3 separate regions of the Hordeum vulgare genome follow, and regions 2 and 3 are each linked to region 1. Evidence: chromatin contacts called from public Hi-C data. All regions are on one chromosome and are shown on one strand. The core of a region is the stretch at or near the end of the contact, and the rest is flanking DNA. Distances in the headings are between cores, read along the strand shown. Region 1 holds the start of LOC123440284. Region 2 holds the start of LOC123444480 (glycerophosphodiester phosphodiesterase GDPD6-like). Region 3 holds the start of LOC123444479.

The links. Hi-C and Micro-C count contacts between places; a contact is called where the count stands out from the background.
Region 2: a Hi-C map of seedling shows a contact between it and region 1, with 4 times the contacts expected there. The contact joins the promoter of LOC123444480 here to the promoter of LOC123440284 in region 1. A contact is called at or near these places in 2 of 6 Hi-C or Micro-C datasets (leaf and seedling).
Region 3: a contact with region 1 is called in a Hi-C map of leaf, with 4 times the contacts expected there. The contact joins the promoter of LOC123444479 here to the promoter of LOC123440284 in region 1. A contact is called at or near these places in 3 of 6 Hi-C or Micro-C datasets (leaf and seedling) and 1 of 1 datasets of contacts at active chromatin or transcription factors (embryo).

What each region holds. Positions count from the first base shown.
Region 1 is chr3H:498,350,224-498,354,707 of MorexV3_pseudomolecules_assembly, forward strand. LOC123440284 reads right to left here and starts at 2,451. Exons shown (of 2, transcript XM_045116862.1): 1 at 2,231-2,451; 2 at 1-1,190. The coding sequence starts at 1,125. The coding sequence ends at 289.
Region 2 is chr3H:498,793,795-498,798,278 of MorexV3_pseudomolecules_assembly, forward strand. LOC123444480 (glycerophosphodiester phosphodiesterase GDPD6-like) reads left to right here and starts at 1,983. Exons shown (of 12, transcript XM_045121201.1): 1 at 1,983-2,196; 2 at 3,806-3,984; 3 at 4,195-4,378. The coding sequence starts at 2,181.
Region 3 is chr3H:498,633,622-498,638,105 of MorexV3_pseudomolecules_assembly, forward strand. It overlaps LOC123444479, which reads right to left and starts at 2,053. Exons shown (of 2, transcript XM_045121199.1): 1 at 1,434-2,053. The coding sequence starts at 1,843. The coding sequence ends at 1,439.

The DNA.
Region 1 (4,484 bases), core at 1,201-3,700:
AAGGCCAGCTAGCATTGCTCAACTTCCAAAGCCAAATTAAGCATATTTGTATTTTGTAGAGCATAACCCATTTTTAGAACCCGCTGTTAGGCTTGTTCCATAGGAAGAAGTATATATCTGAAAAACCCAATGCACACACACTACTAGCAAGCTATTTTGTGCTCTGGGAGAGCATTATTAAGTCCTACCTTGAGGATAAAGAGGTGCAATCCATACCACTGATCGATCAGCTCCGTCTTCTTTAGGATATTGATCGATCCAGCGTTGTACTAGCTAGCTAGGTTGCAGCTAGCTTCCTGTCTGGTCATGGAAACCCCTCGCTGAGCTCAAGGACAAGCTTTGGGAGCCCAGGTCATCAACTGGGAACTGATCGGCATCGGACGAGTAATAAACCAGCTGATGCGACCTTGGAGCCAAGGAGAGTAACGACGGGAATGCCGAGTGGTGAGCCGCGGCGGCGGCAGCGATCGAGACCTGTGCCGAGCCAGCGCCACCGCTCTGGTGCACACTGCTGTTATTCCATGACTCGCCGGTAAAATTGTATGGCATCCCACTGTTGACCAGTCCCAGGGAGTTGTTATTGAGCCCCATGAACCGGTGGTAGCCGAACCTCCCCATGTTGTGGTGAGCTCCACCGCCGTCTGCGTCGGCCCCGGCCTTGACGCCATCTCCGGCGAGCGTGGACGCGAAGTGGCAGAACTTGTCATCGACGTGCGGCATGAGCGGCATGGAGGAGGAGGTCATCATGTGGTCCATGAGGTCGACCTGATGCGGCGGGAACTGGAGCGGCGGCAGCTTGTCGATCTCGTGGCGGGCCGCGTTGAGCAGCCAGTCGACGACCTTGCTGGGCTGGTTAAGGCCCAGCCGGTCCTGCAGGTCGTAGAGCTGGATCGCCGTCTGCACGGACAGCCGCACGCGCCGGTCGCGGAGACCCTTGACGGTCTTCACCTTGCTGTGGCGGTCCTTGCCGCCGAAGACGCGCGACACCCGCACTATCCGCGACTCCGTCTGCGACGACCATTGCCGCGACGTAGCCACCGCGGCCGCGTGCTTCCGCGCTAGCTCCTGCTCCTCCTCCGCCGCTGCCGCCGCCGACTGCTGCTGCTGGTTGTTGCTGCTCATCATCTCAAGTGGCCTCCGGCGACGAGGCGCATCGTCGATCAGTTTGATCGTCCGCTAGCTAGCTTCACCTGCCATATCATATCACCAGGTCGATCTATTACTTAACATCGCATGCAGCTGCAGCTAACAGAGATTAACAGGCATCAAATTTATTTGTGTTCGTATATGAGCAGGCCACCAATGAAGCTCTGTGCCAAACGGCGCGCCGGGGGTCTACCGGTGGATGTGCGCCACGTACGTACTGTTCCATCGGCACCGAGGGAATGGGATTGGGGGAGGAGAGAGCGCGCGGCAGCTTTATTCAAGCTGCATGCAACTGGTGCAGTAGAAGAGATGGAATAGCAGCAGCTTGAGCCCCCCACCCCCCCGTGGACGCTGTGGATGCGCAGGCGCGCGCGGCACGATCTGCACTGCATGCGGTGCCCAAGAGAATGATTCGACGGTTGAACATATGAACGGCCAGCCCCGCCATCAGCCCTCTCTTTGATTGTTCTGCAGTCGAGTTATGAATTGAGTCGTACTGCAAGTCTCACCATTAATTGGGCGCCTCTCTGAAGCGAGGGTCTGTATTGAGTGCTAGGTGCCTCCTTTTCATAATCCTGCAGCTGCAGGTCTGTCTAGCTCCGGATCCTGGGTTCAATTTTTCTAACTCTAACTAAAGTCTGGGTGTCAGCAATTGGTAGAAGCGATGAGAATGGGTAATTTAAACTAGTCGGTTCAGATCGGGCGCTCCCACGAGGAAAAAGGAGAAGAGAAGAGCGAAAGAGAAATGGTCCTCTAGCTCTGGATCCGGTGCAGCTTTGGTTTGGATGCAAGAACACTTGGGTGGGAAAGGAAAACAATCTCTCGAAAGGACTCGACAGCCCCAAAGAATCTGTATACAAAGCGATAGGAATTAACAAATCTCGCTCAGATCCGCCGCATGAAATTCTAATCAAGGACCGCGAAAAGGCACCAAAAAATAAGAAATCCCACAAAATCCTATCAGTACACCCGGGATCTCCAATTCCTTATAGAACAGAATCAACAAATCAAAACAGCCACACATATATATAGTTATATACACACACCCATGGGAGAGCTAGCGGAATTAAGGAAGCTCACTCACAAGAACTCCACCGAGCTTTGCTAGCTAGGCAGCTCCCGGCCGGCGAGCTGCGGCGCGCGTAGCTGCTCGGTCTCTCCGGCCAGCCAGCTCGCGGTCACCTTCTGTAGGCGAACCCTAGCTAGTTAGCTGCCAGCAGGTAGCTTGAGAGCGGCAGCGGGAGCGAGAGCGAGCTAGCGAATTAGGATGTGGGAGTGGAGCTTGTGGTGGGTATTTACAGTACTGCCGCGACTGCATAAATGGTGGGATCGATCGATCAGCAGCTAGCGTCGCTGTCGCTTGTCCCTGTCCTTTTACCACCATAGCTGTGCTGTGTTGCTCCCCCGCCTCACTTCACTGAGTCGATCGATCCCCTCCCTCCACCCACCTGTACGTACGTAGCGGCGGCTGACCTGGCCACCGGCTCATAGGGCCAGGTACGTGAGCATAAATGTTATGTCCGAACTTGAGCTTACTTCCATGCAAACAACTACTCCGTAATAAACTTGAGCTTACGACGTTTGTAACGTGTACCAAGTTTTCCTTTTCATCGTATAATTGATTACTCCATCTAATTCATATTAATTATTGCTGATTTAACATAACTTTTACTAAATCAATGATAGATTGGAAATACTAGCAATATATGATTTCCTGCATCAATTGACACAGAGACCGGGTTTGTTATCCTCCATGAAAAACCCAAGTCATTCATTTTACAGCCGATAGATCGCTCCTCCAGACACGTACTAGCAAGCAAGTCCTATTTGTTGCCCATTTAGTGCTGCGAGCTGCCACCTCATTTTTACTGGAGGCATTCCTATATGGCAACTACCTCTGTAAATTAATCAAATACGTTTTTGACACTATTATGGACTCCAAAAACAGTCTTATAAAAAGATACAGAGGGAGTATTTGGCATGAAATGACAGGATAAAATATGCTGGACCTAACATTTACCCGCGCACGCATGCAGTGGCAAGAAACGGCGAAATTTGTGTTGACATTGACATGCAACACCTGTGCCTATGGATTATTAGCACTTAGCAGCTAGCTAGCTAGCTAGCATGCCAATTGCTTTGCCTTTTTAGAAGCTAGAACCCGAAGTTTGCAAGAACAAGTTGTGGATTCCGTCATTGGCCAGCACCTTAAGGCTGAAGCATGGCGAGTGCACGCACAACTTTGAGATATATCGCTAGATTGCTTACATGTTGGGCTTTCCAATATTTGGACCGGATACACTACCGCGCGTACCTTTACAAATCTTTCGACATCGAGGTCTAGGAGGCTACCTAGTTTAGGCTAGGGACCATTCTTCTTTTCAGCATCAACTAGAGCAGGACCACTCCAGCTTTTATCCACGGTAAAGACATGTATTTTTGGACAAAAAAGGAGGGAAATAATCGGACAGAATCATTTCCATGTGAGGTTGGATGAATTGATTCAGGCTAGTTTATCTTTCGCGTATTCTTGAGATTTCAGTATCCAGGGATGTGTCGTGTGATGTTGCTCTTTTGTTCCCGCCAGTTCCTTTGCTTCTGTAGCTGGGGTTGTGTTTTCACCGCGTTAAGTTTCACTTGTTATAGCTCCTTCTGTTAAAAATATAAAAATCTTCAGTTCAAGACCCTGACAGCATAGTATTAACAATATATATATTCTATAGCCTATATTGATCCCACGTCTAATGACTAAATAAGACAAGACGCGAGGGAGATGTTGAAATATATTGTTTGCGCCTTTATCCATAAATCTGAACTTTTATAGCAACTGGTTAAAGCATGAATCCAATAGGTAGCATTATATTGCATGGTTACTATCTTCTCATTGCATAATATCATAGCATAAAATCACAAATGCAGAGGTGGTGTTTTGGCTCATATGTATAGATACATCTGTTATGAAAATATATAAAAGATCACATTTTAAAATGTCAAAAAATTCCGAATAATAATTTCATGTGCACATCTAGACATTCTATGCTCGCACACAAAATTTCACAAAATTTTTTTTTATGTCACGTAGAAAAAAAATATAAAATATCCTGTGAATAGTTACAATCGAGCATCAAAAATTGTCTTTTTACAACAGCCACAGAAAATGTTCTTTTTCATCAAAACTTTGTGCACGAACATATAATGTCCGGATGTACAAGCGACATGTGTATTTACAAAAATGAATTTAGAAAATAGGTGCATCTTCACCTATGAGTCAAAGTGAATTTCCCCATAAATGCCACCTTATTTATTAATTTTTAGATGAATCTCAGGGAAGAAGTTCC
Region 2 (4,484 bases), core at 733-3,232, 440 kb after region 1:
AGCGGGACCTGGATTCACATATTGGTTCCCACATATTTCACGAAGATCATTATCGGCCAAGCCGCGATATCAAGGATTCAGTCAATCCTGTATGCAGTTCCCTTTGTCGAGTGGTATTTTACTTGCCCGAGATTCGATCATCGGTATCTCCATACTTAGTTCAATCTCGTTACTGGCAAGTCTCTTTACTCGTTTCGTAATACAAGATCCCGTGACTAACTCCTTAGCCACATTGCTTGCAAACTTCTTATGATGTTGTATTACCGAGTGGGACCAGAGATACCTCTCCGTCATACGGAGTGACAAATCCCAACATCGATCCATGCCAACCCAATATACACCCTCGGAGATACCTGTAGGAGCATCTTTATGATCATCCAGTTATGTTGTGATGTTAGATACAAACAACGTATTTTCCAGTGTGAGGGAGTTGCATGATCTCATGGTCTTAGGAACAGATACTTGACATGGAGAAAGTAATAGCAATAAACTTAGTCATACAATTAAATGCTATGCTTACGGTTGAGTCTTGTCTATCACATCATTCTCCTAATGATATATGATCCCGTTATCAAATGACAACTCATATCTATGGTTAGGAAATTTTAACCATCTTTGATCAATGAGCTAGTCTAGGTATTAAGAACAATTAGTGATGTATCATGGACGAAAATGATGATGATGAAGAGTTGTTATATGACAATGATGTATTATGATGATACTGTATGAAAACATGTATAATGGCGCTACTAATACGACAGGAATTAAACATTGAAAGCAGTAACATTAGCAGTAGCGCTGGGTTTTCGGTAGCGCTTTATCTGCTCCAGCGCTACTGCTAATGTGTATACCAGTAGCGCTGGATAAAACAGCGCTACTGCTAACAGATTAGCTGTAGTGCAATTGAAGTAGTGCTGGCACCAGCGCTACTAGTAAGGGACAAACCAGCGCTACTGGTAGCATTTCTCCTACTAGTGTATAGTAGAGGCTTTACTAGGGACTTCGCGTTGTTTATGTATCCACACATGTATGTGAGTTTCCAATCAATACAATTATAACATGGATAATAAACGATTATCATGAACAAGAAAATATGATAATAACTAATTTATTATTACGTGTAGGGCATATTTCCAACAGCTCGTGGACTCCTCTTATACTTTTTATGAAATAACTTTTTTTACTATAACTTTTTTACAAATTTAGATACATTTGTTGGAGTGTTAACTAATTTTGTACGAATGATGCTAATCCCAACTAAATATAAGGACGAATCAATATGTGATTAGATAGTTAGAAAGACGGTGATATTCTTTATCCATCAGAGTTCAAGTTTCAAGCTTGACAATGAAGTTCGTATTTTCATGGATTTATTTTAGGTCTTTCGTCGATGTGCGTTGAGTGGAAGGAGACGTTCCGTCGCCTACGAAGACGTGTGTGACAACTTTATCAATCTAAAAATAATATGTTGACTCAGTTTCTTGAAGGTGTTCATAAAAATAAAATGTACATGCATGCGTTCGTAGGGCTGCTGATTGTATGTCCGTGCATGTGAGTGATTGTATTGTGACAAAAAGACTAAATACAAGCATGAAAAATAAAAGGCAGGCCGTAGACGATCGAACCACGAGCGTATCCGCTAATCCACGCGGGCTCGCCGCACACGGCCCGTCGCTAGTCGCCCCCCACACACCGGCCGGAAAGAGGCCGGCACGGCTCACACCGCTATCCAAAGATCGGCTGTTTATACGGGGGGCCCGCATGTAAGCGAGGTAACACGGATCGTATCCCGACTCCCCAAGTGCTCCTGCTGTCCTACATAATCCCATCAACACTAGCTGTTCATCCCAAAGAGATTGTCCCACGAGTTTCAAAATCAAAATCAAAAGAGGTTGTCCTCCGAATATTCCGCCAACGTGGGAGCGCAGCATCGGTGGGCGTATATACGTCCCCGTCACGGGCGCCCAGAAGATTAAAAAAACGGGAGGAAGAAGAGGATGGCACGTTAACGGCGTGCCAGAAAGAAAAAGCGGGAGCGAATATAGCGAGAGAGAGAGAGAGGGAGGGGCCCGGCCGTGCCGTCGTCGTCCTCCTCGCTCCATTAGAGCCAAGCTCTCGGGTCTCCGCCTCTGCTCGCCTCCCGCTGATATCGGAACCGCAGCGGGCGAAGCAGCAGCACTATGCGTCCGTCCCTCTGTAAGCCCCCTTCCCCCCCTATTCGATTAGCTGGCCTTCGCCCCCGATACTTCCCCGCCGCGGCGATCTATCGAGCCCGTCCAGAGCTATTCCTCCCCTTTCTCCTCCTGTGCGATTTTTCTGACGCCCACACGCTCGGTTGACAGATAAACTGTGTAGCGGCGATGTGCAGGCACGAATTGAGGTGATCCGTGATAAGGCAATTAGGCAATGGCTGCTATTTTGTGCAGATTAGGACCACAGAAGTCTCTGCTAGGATTGGGGTGGGCGGCAACTAGCCAACGAACGTGCTCTAGGGGTTGCGCTAGTCCGCGCGATTCTGTACAGTTTCTGCAGTGTTAGTGGTAGACTGGTAGTGCTATGTTAGGTGCATTACTATTTTTATTACTCCCGTTTAGTGCTTTATATCATGCCGGTTTAGTGCTTTATATTTGTGGGGAAACTGTTGCTTGGTCGGGCAAACTGGACCAGGGTGCTCACATTTAGGCTGCAGCCTGCAGGATATACAGACAAGTTTCTGGTCTCAGATTTTCCCTCATTTGATATATGTTATGCTATGCCAAGAGTTTTTTTTTTCTTCGTTTCCTTCATGCAGTGGAACTTGCTGTGAACTCCTGATGTTAGTGCTTTCTTTAACCGAAATTGTTGGTGTGGGAAGCGCTGACATTATCTTAAAAAAAATTCAAGATAAGTTCTAAACAAGTGCCACAGAAGAAACACACAAACTCGATCGTGTGAATTATGACCTGCACAATATGTAATGCAACATAAATGAAACCAAGAAATTATAAACATTAAAAACTGAGGATTTCACTTCTTTTCAACAATGCTAGTCCATGAAGAATCTTTCATTGGCTGTATCCATAGTGCAAACGTGCATATTCTTTACCGAAAAAGGCTTTCGCCCCACTTTATATATAAAGCAAACCGCCCGAGCCACAACATCCACACAGAGGTTCACACCACACACACACACTCGAAAAGTTAGTACAAACACACAGAAGGTACGAAAAGGGTTAATGCTGAGGGCACAGCTCAACAAGCCCTGAAAACAGAAACACACGGCACAACGTGCATATTCTTTCATCAATATGTTCAGAAGTATAGAAAATAAAGGGAGGAGAGCAGCTAGATTAGTTTCTTCTCCCATTGCATATATCATGGTTACTCGCGTCTTCTGCATATAGCATCCATCCTTCTACATATCCTATCCATATAACACCAAATTAAATCTGTGCACTTATGCTAACTCGTTTCCAATTATAATGAATCTTCATGGACTTTGTCTTTAAATAATTTTCTGTGGAAGTGTTTGATTCAATTTATCTCCTGTGATAGTTTTGACACTACCCATATTTGACGCCATGTAATGTTTTCAGTATTGCATGTTCTCATGGCTATTTAAAAAAAAAATTCAGAGGGCTCTCTGTGGTAGTTATATTTGTCACTGTTAGAATATAGTTGAACTCTTCTGTTCGGACTGGATATGAGGATTCTAATAACAGTGTTAAATATTTAACATTTATTTCTAAACTGTCTACAAAGATCACAATGAAAAATTAACTTTTGTCAAGCTATCTTATTTTAGTTCTGTTATCATCCTTGGCAGGTCATGTTCCTTTTCTTCTTCTGCTACTATTACATGTGGCCATTGCTAGACCATTCTTTCCACTGCCAAGTAAGACTAGTAATGAAGAGAAGAAGCCAATACAGACATTTCGACCGTATAATATTGCTCACCGTGGCTCAAATGGGGAAATCCCGGAGGAAACAAGTGCTGCTTACCTGGTACAGCTCATAGAATTTACATGACAAATAAAATAGTATCTCTTTTTTGCATATGGAAGATGATACCCTTATTAAGAGGATATATCACTGGATGGTTAGATTTCTTAAATTGACCATTGCAAATGCTACAAAACTCAATTCTGATAAGTTTCAATCATGTGATTTTTCGCCGTTGGAAAATTATGTTTCATGACAAAAAAACTGTTGCAGAGGGCTATTGAAGAAGGTGCAGATTTTATAGAGACTGACATCCTTGCTAGCAAAGATGGTGCATTGATCTGCTTTCATGATGTGACACTTGATGATACAACTGATATTTCCGTCCATAAGGAGTTCGCCAATCGAAGGAGAACCTACGAGGTGGAATGGGCCAACGTTACTGGCTGGTTTGTAGGTGTGCTTATTATAACCAACCCTGTTTCTGTATTCATTATTATAAATCTGTTCGGATATATATTTGCAGCATCAAAAGTTAGGTATGTAATGCAAGAAAAATATAT
Region 3 (4,484 bases), core at 803-3,302, 280 kb after region 1:
TGCTAATTCCAGTTCTCTCAAATGTATAGCAAAACATCATAACTCTTTAGGTAAAATAAAGTATAGAGTTATCAAAACAAACTTTGAGTACTCTAGAATGAAAGATTACATCTACAGAAATTAGCATGAACCAACTAACTTGAAACACAACGTACAATAAAAAAAACTAACACGCAACACACACAAATAATGCTTCTTCCTATCCAGACAACATTAATAAGTATACATATACACATAATATAGCAACAGACCATGGAAGAAATACATGCAATAAACAAAATATAAAAATCCTAGAGTCTTGGCCATGTCAATCTTCATGCTATTTGTTTGAGACTCCCTAGCGCCTCTACTCGACCTAAAAGGTGATCTCGAGGACCCCGAAAAACTCGAGATCGCCCTCCATCCATATTTGTTGCAAGAATCTAGTGGATCACCATCATGGAGGAGTTGAGGGCTGCACGAAAGGAGGTAGACCTTCGGTATCACCTTGGGGTAAGCCCAGTGTATGATTGATTAATTTATCATTCCAAATCTAAACCTGGTCCATTGGAACCATAGAAGCCCATACCCAGCACTCCGATCAAGAAAAAAAATGGAACCGCCTGCAGTATACAAAATAAACTTTGTAGCTTGGATTATTCCCAACTTTCTGCAACCATTTCTTTTGCTTTGATTAGCTGTTGTCATGCAAGAATTTGTAAGTGGTTCGAATGGTTCCCGACATGAACGCTCAGGCGTAAGCCCGCAGTTTTGAAAGGATAGGGTAGGGTGGTGCTGGAACTGGAACTGGATTCTTGCGGCGTCAGTAGGCTCAAAGGGAATGGAAGACAGTGCTTGTGGTTCTCGTAGCTCATTTAAACGATATCCTCATTTTACATCATGATGTTCAAGCCAACCAATATATCTTTGATATACACTTGAAAACCAGAAACTTAGCAACACGCAATGATATACTTAACCTAGATGTCAGGTTATAACTAAAAACTTATGCAATAGGCATGATGCATTTCCCTTTAAAAAGATGGTGATGAAGATGGGTTTTACTGTTGAACCAATCATTGATAATTACTCCCTTCGTTCCACATTATAAGATGTTCTAAGTTCTTTCTGAATCGGATGTACGTGTAAGCGTTTTAGTGTGTTTGTTCACTCATTTCAATCCATATGTACTTCATATTGAAATATCCAAAACATCTTATAATTTGGAACGGAGGTACTCTAGTGGTTAACTATTTCACGAGTTGCAGCATGACAGAATATCTCATTTCCCAAAGCAAGGATGGGTTATCAACTATACACACGTACTGACGCCCCGAGCCCACATTTGATAATAAAAAGAACAGGCAGACACTGATTCAGATCAATATTACAGTTAGGCCTGCATGACAGGGAACCCTAGCTCTAACCCCAGATCTAAAGGTTGCAGCCCTCACCTGGATCACTTGGTGTAGCCGCCGCCGACGGCGTTGTAGTCCTCCTCGACGGCAGACATGACGTAGGGGACAGGGAAGTCCTTGGCGGGGTCGAACTGCTTGGCGGCCATGTAGCGCTCGAGGTCGGGCTTGCGGAGGAGGGTGCGGCGGACGGGCGGGCGGTTGCGGCGGCAGTCGCGCGGGTAGTACTTGATGTCGAACACGGTCTCCGGGTCGGAGGTGGGGATGACGGCCTTGGGGTCGTTCTCGCGAAGGGTGGCCGGGCAGGTTTGACGGTACTCGAGCGCACCCGGGAGCGCGCTGCGGTACTCGGGCGAGGAGCACGGGCCGGTGATCTCCCACGGCTTCTTGAAGAATTTGCGGAATGTCTGGATCAGTGACTTGCCGGCGCCGGCGGCGGAGGCGGCCATCGGGGGACGGTGCGGTGGCTACGGCCCGACGGGAAGGGGGAGGGTGGGAGCAGGGGAGATCGACAGATGCGGGAAGCGGCTGATTCGGCGACGGTGAAGACCGGAGAACCTGGATTTAGCTATGGGTGCGCAACGTGGCCTGATCTGGACCGTCTGGCCGGGAAGAAGGCCCAAGAAACGAGCAGAGTGGTGGAAAGGAGAAACTATCGCGAATATCATCTCTTGAAAAAATGTTCATCTTAAACCTTGGCAGGGCTTCGACGAATCGAACACCGAACTCGAAATCCCTGTGATTTATACCATAAATTCTTAGATTCTGGTCTAAATCAAACCCTGGTAGCATTTCTCAAACGGGGATTGCCGACGTGACAGGGATTGCGGGTCGTTTCCGCGCGCGACTTGTTTGATAAAAGTGGTCCGGCCCAGTTTGGCCCTGTCATTTCCCCTCGTTCTCTCCCTGTCCCCTGCTATTCCTCCTCTTGCGACGGCAATGGCGACCGGCGGTTGATCGGTGGCGCAACGACGATTGTGACGACTCAAGGACGCGTCCACAAAGCAGGTAATGATCTCGATGACCTCCTCCCCTGCCAGTAGTCGTTCTTGGTTGTTGTCGCATTAGGGTTAGGGTTTTGAGGTACGAATTTGGGGACGATATTGGTGGCAGAAAAGGTTCAATTTTTATGAAGAGGAATAGGTTTATATGCTTGATTTTGACCGCATTGTGTGTTTATTTCATTTTAATCATGGACCCCACTGAGATTTTGAGCGTTCGATTTCATATTGGAGGGGAGTTCATCCACATTGGTCCAAATTTGGACTATGTTGGAGGAGAAGAAGCAATGTCAGAGATTGAGAGGGATAAAGTGTCTCTGCAGGAAGTGAAAGGTTTTCTACAAGATCATATTCAATTAAAGGAATCGATGAAGTTCTATTTTCTGCTTCCTCGGAAAGATCAAGAAAAGTGCCATGTTGTATTCAAGAAGATCAAGAAAAGCATAGCAAGGACACAATATTTGGAGGTGCTTTGGAATGGAGAAGATGGTTTTGAAGTGAAGCAAGTTAATGGGAGAGGGAGGCAATATACAGTGAACCTACATAAGTGGACATGCTCTTGTGGCTACTTTCAGCTCGCAGGGCTTCCATGCCACCATGCAATTAGTGCCATCTACAAGTGCAACAGAAGTGTTGAGGATTACATTGCTCCTTGCTATTTTGTTGAAGTGTTCAACAAAATTTATGAGCATTGCTTGCAGCCAGTTAAGGGTGAGGAGATGTGGCCAGTGTCACCCAATCCTAGGCTAGTGCCTCCTGAATATGTAAGGTCGCCAGGAAAAGAAAAGAAAGGAAGGCCTAGCAAAAATGACAGGAGAAGAGAAGAAACTGGGCAACCAAAGGGGAAGAAAATGAGCAAGCATGGCACAATTATCAAATGCTCATTGTGTGGTGATACTAGACACAACAAGTCAAGCTGTAAGCAAAATCCAGAGAGAGGCAAGAAGAAGAATGCACATCTTTCTAAGAAAAAAATCCATGGAAGGTATTTTTTTTGTTCATCTCCTTACTACATTTAAAGTGGTTTCTTCACACTTATCCTAACTTGCAAAAAATGGCAGCAAACCAAAGGAACATCTGCATCACAACCTCAAGCTCCACCAGCAACTGTTGCACCTGGCTCAACTGCTGCATCTCGTGCATCTGCAAATTCTCCAAGAACCAACAGGTTTAAACCTCCAAGAAAGAGATCTGCACCTGGCTCATTTGCTGCACCTCGCTCATCTGGTGCATCTGCAAATCCTAGAGCATCTACTACAAGAGGGACAAGATCTGGAGCTAAAAGGGACAGAAGAAGGGCTGCTGATACAATGCCAACCTATCAGTATTTCACCTGCAGTGGAAACTACTAGTCATTGATCAAAGTTGATCATTTCTAGTAATTTTGTTGATGTTGCAATGTTTCAAACATTTCTGATGTAATGTTCATATTGCAAACATATCTTTTGTAATGGCCAAAACCTACTAAATGGCAGTGCTGGATGAGAACTAAATGTCAAGGATGGAGTTGCTATATCAGTGCAAATTTCCCTGCTATTTCATTCAGTGCAAACATTAACTTGGATACAACTGTTAGTACATACAACGGTAGCATTTGCAGCCAGGGTTTGGAATAGACTTAACTTGCCAAAAGACCACTACTACATTGCATTCAACTGTCAGTGAACAGACTTACTGTAGTAGCATTTTCTCTACCACTAAACCTACCACGAAGACAACAAAAACAATGACAACATAGTGATATTTCCTCTTCAGTGCATCTATCTCTGCATTCTTCTCTTTCATCTGATCTTGCACAGATATAGCCAACACCTTTCTTCCAATTTGAGATTCAGGCACAGCGACAAATGGAGTGACGTCTTCAAATCGACAATCATTCCATCCACCTCTCAGCCTATGCACTTCATCTCGCAGATGTCCAATCTGATCACTCAAAAACTTCGGCAATGGATCATCATGCCATTCAAAAAATCCACAACCACCATGTTGTTCACTTGTAGTAACAGAAACAAATCAGTGGGGAGGAGAACAAATGAAGAGAAACAACATCAAAATCAAACTCACCATGGCATCGACGCAGGCGTAGTAC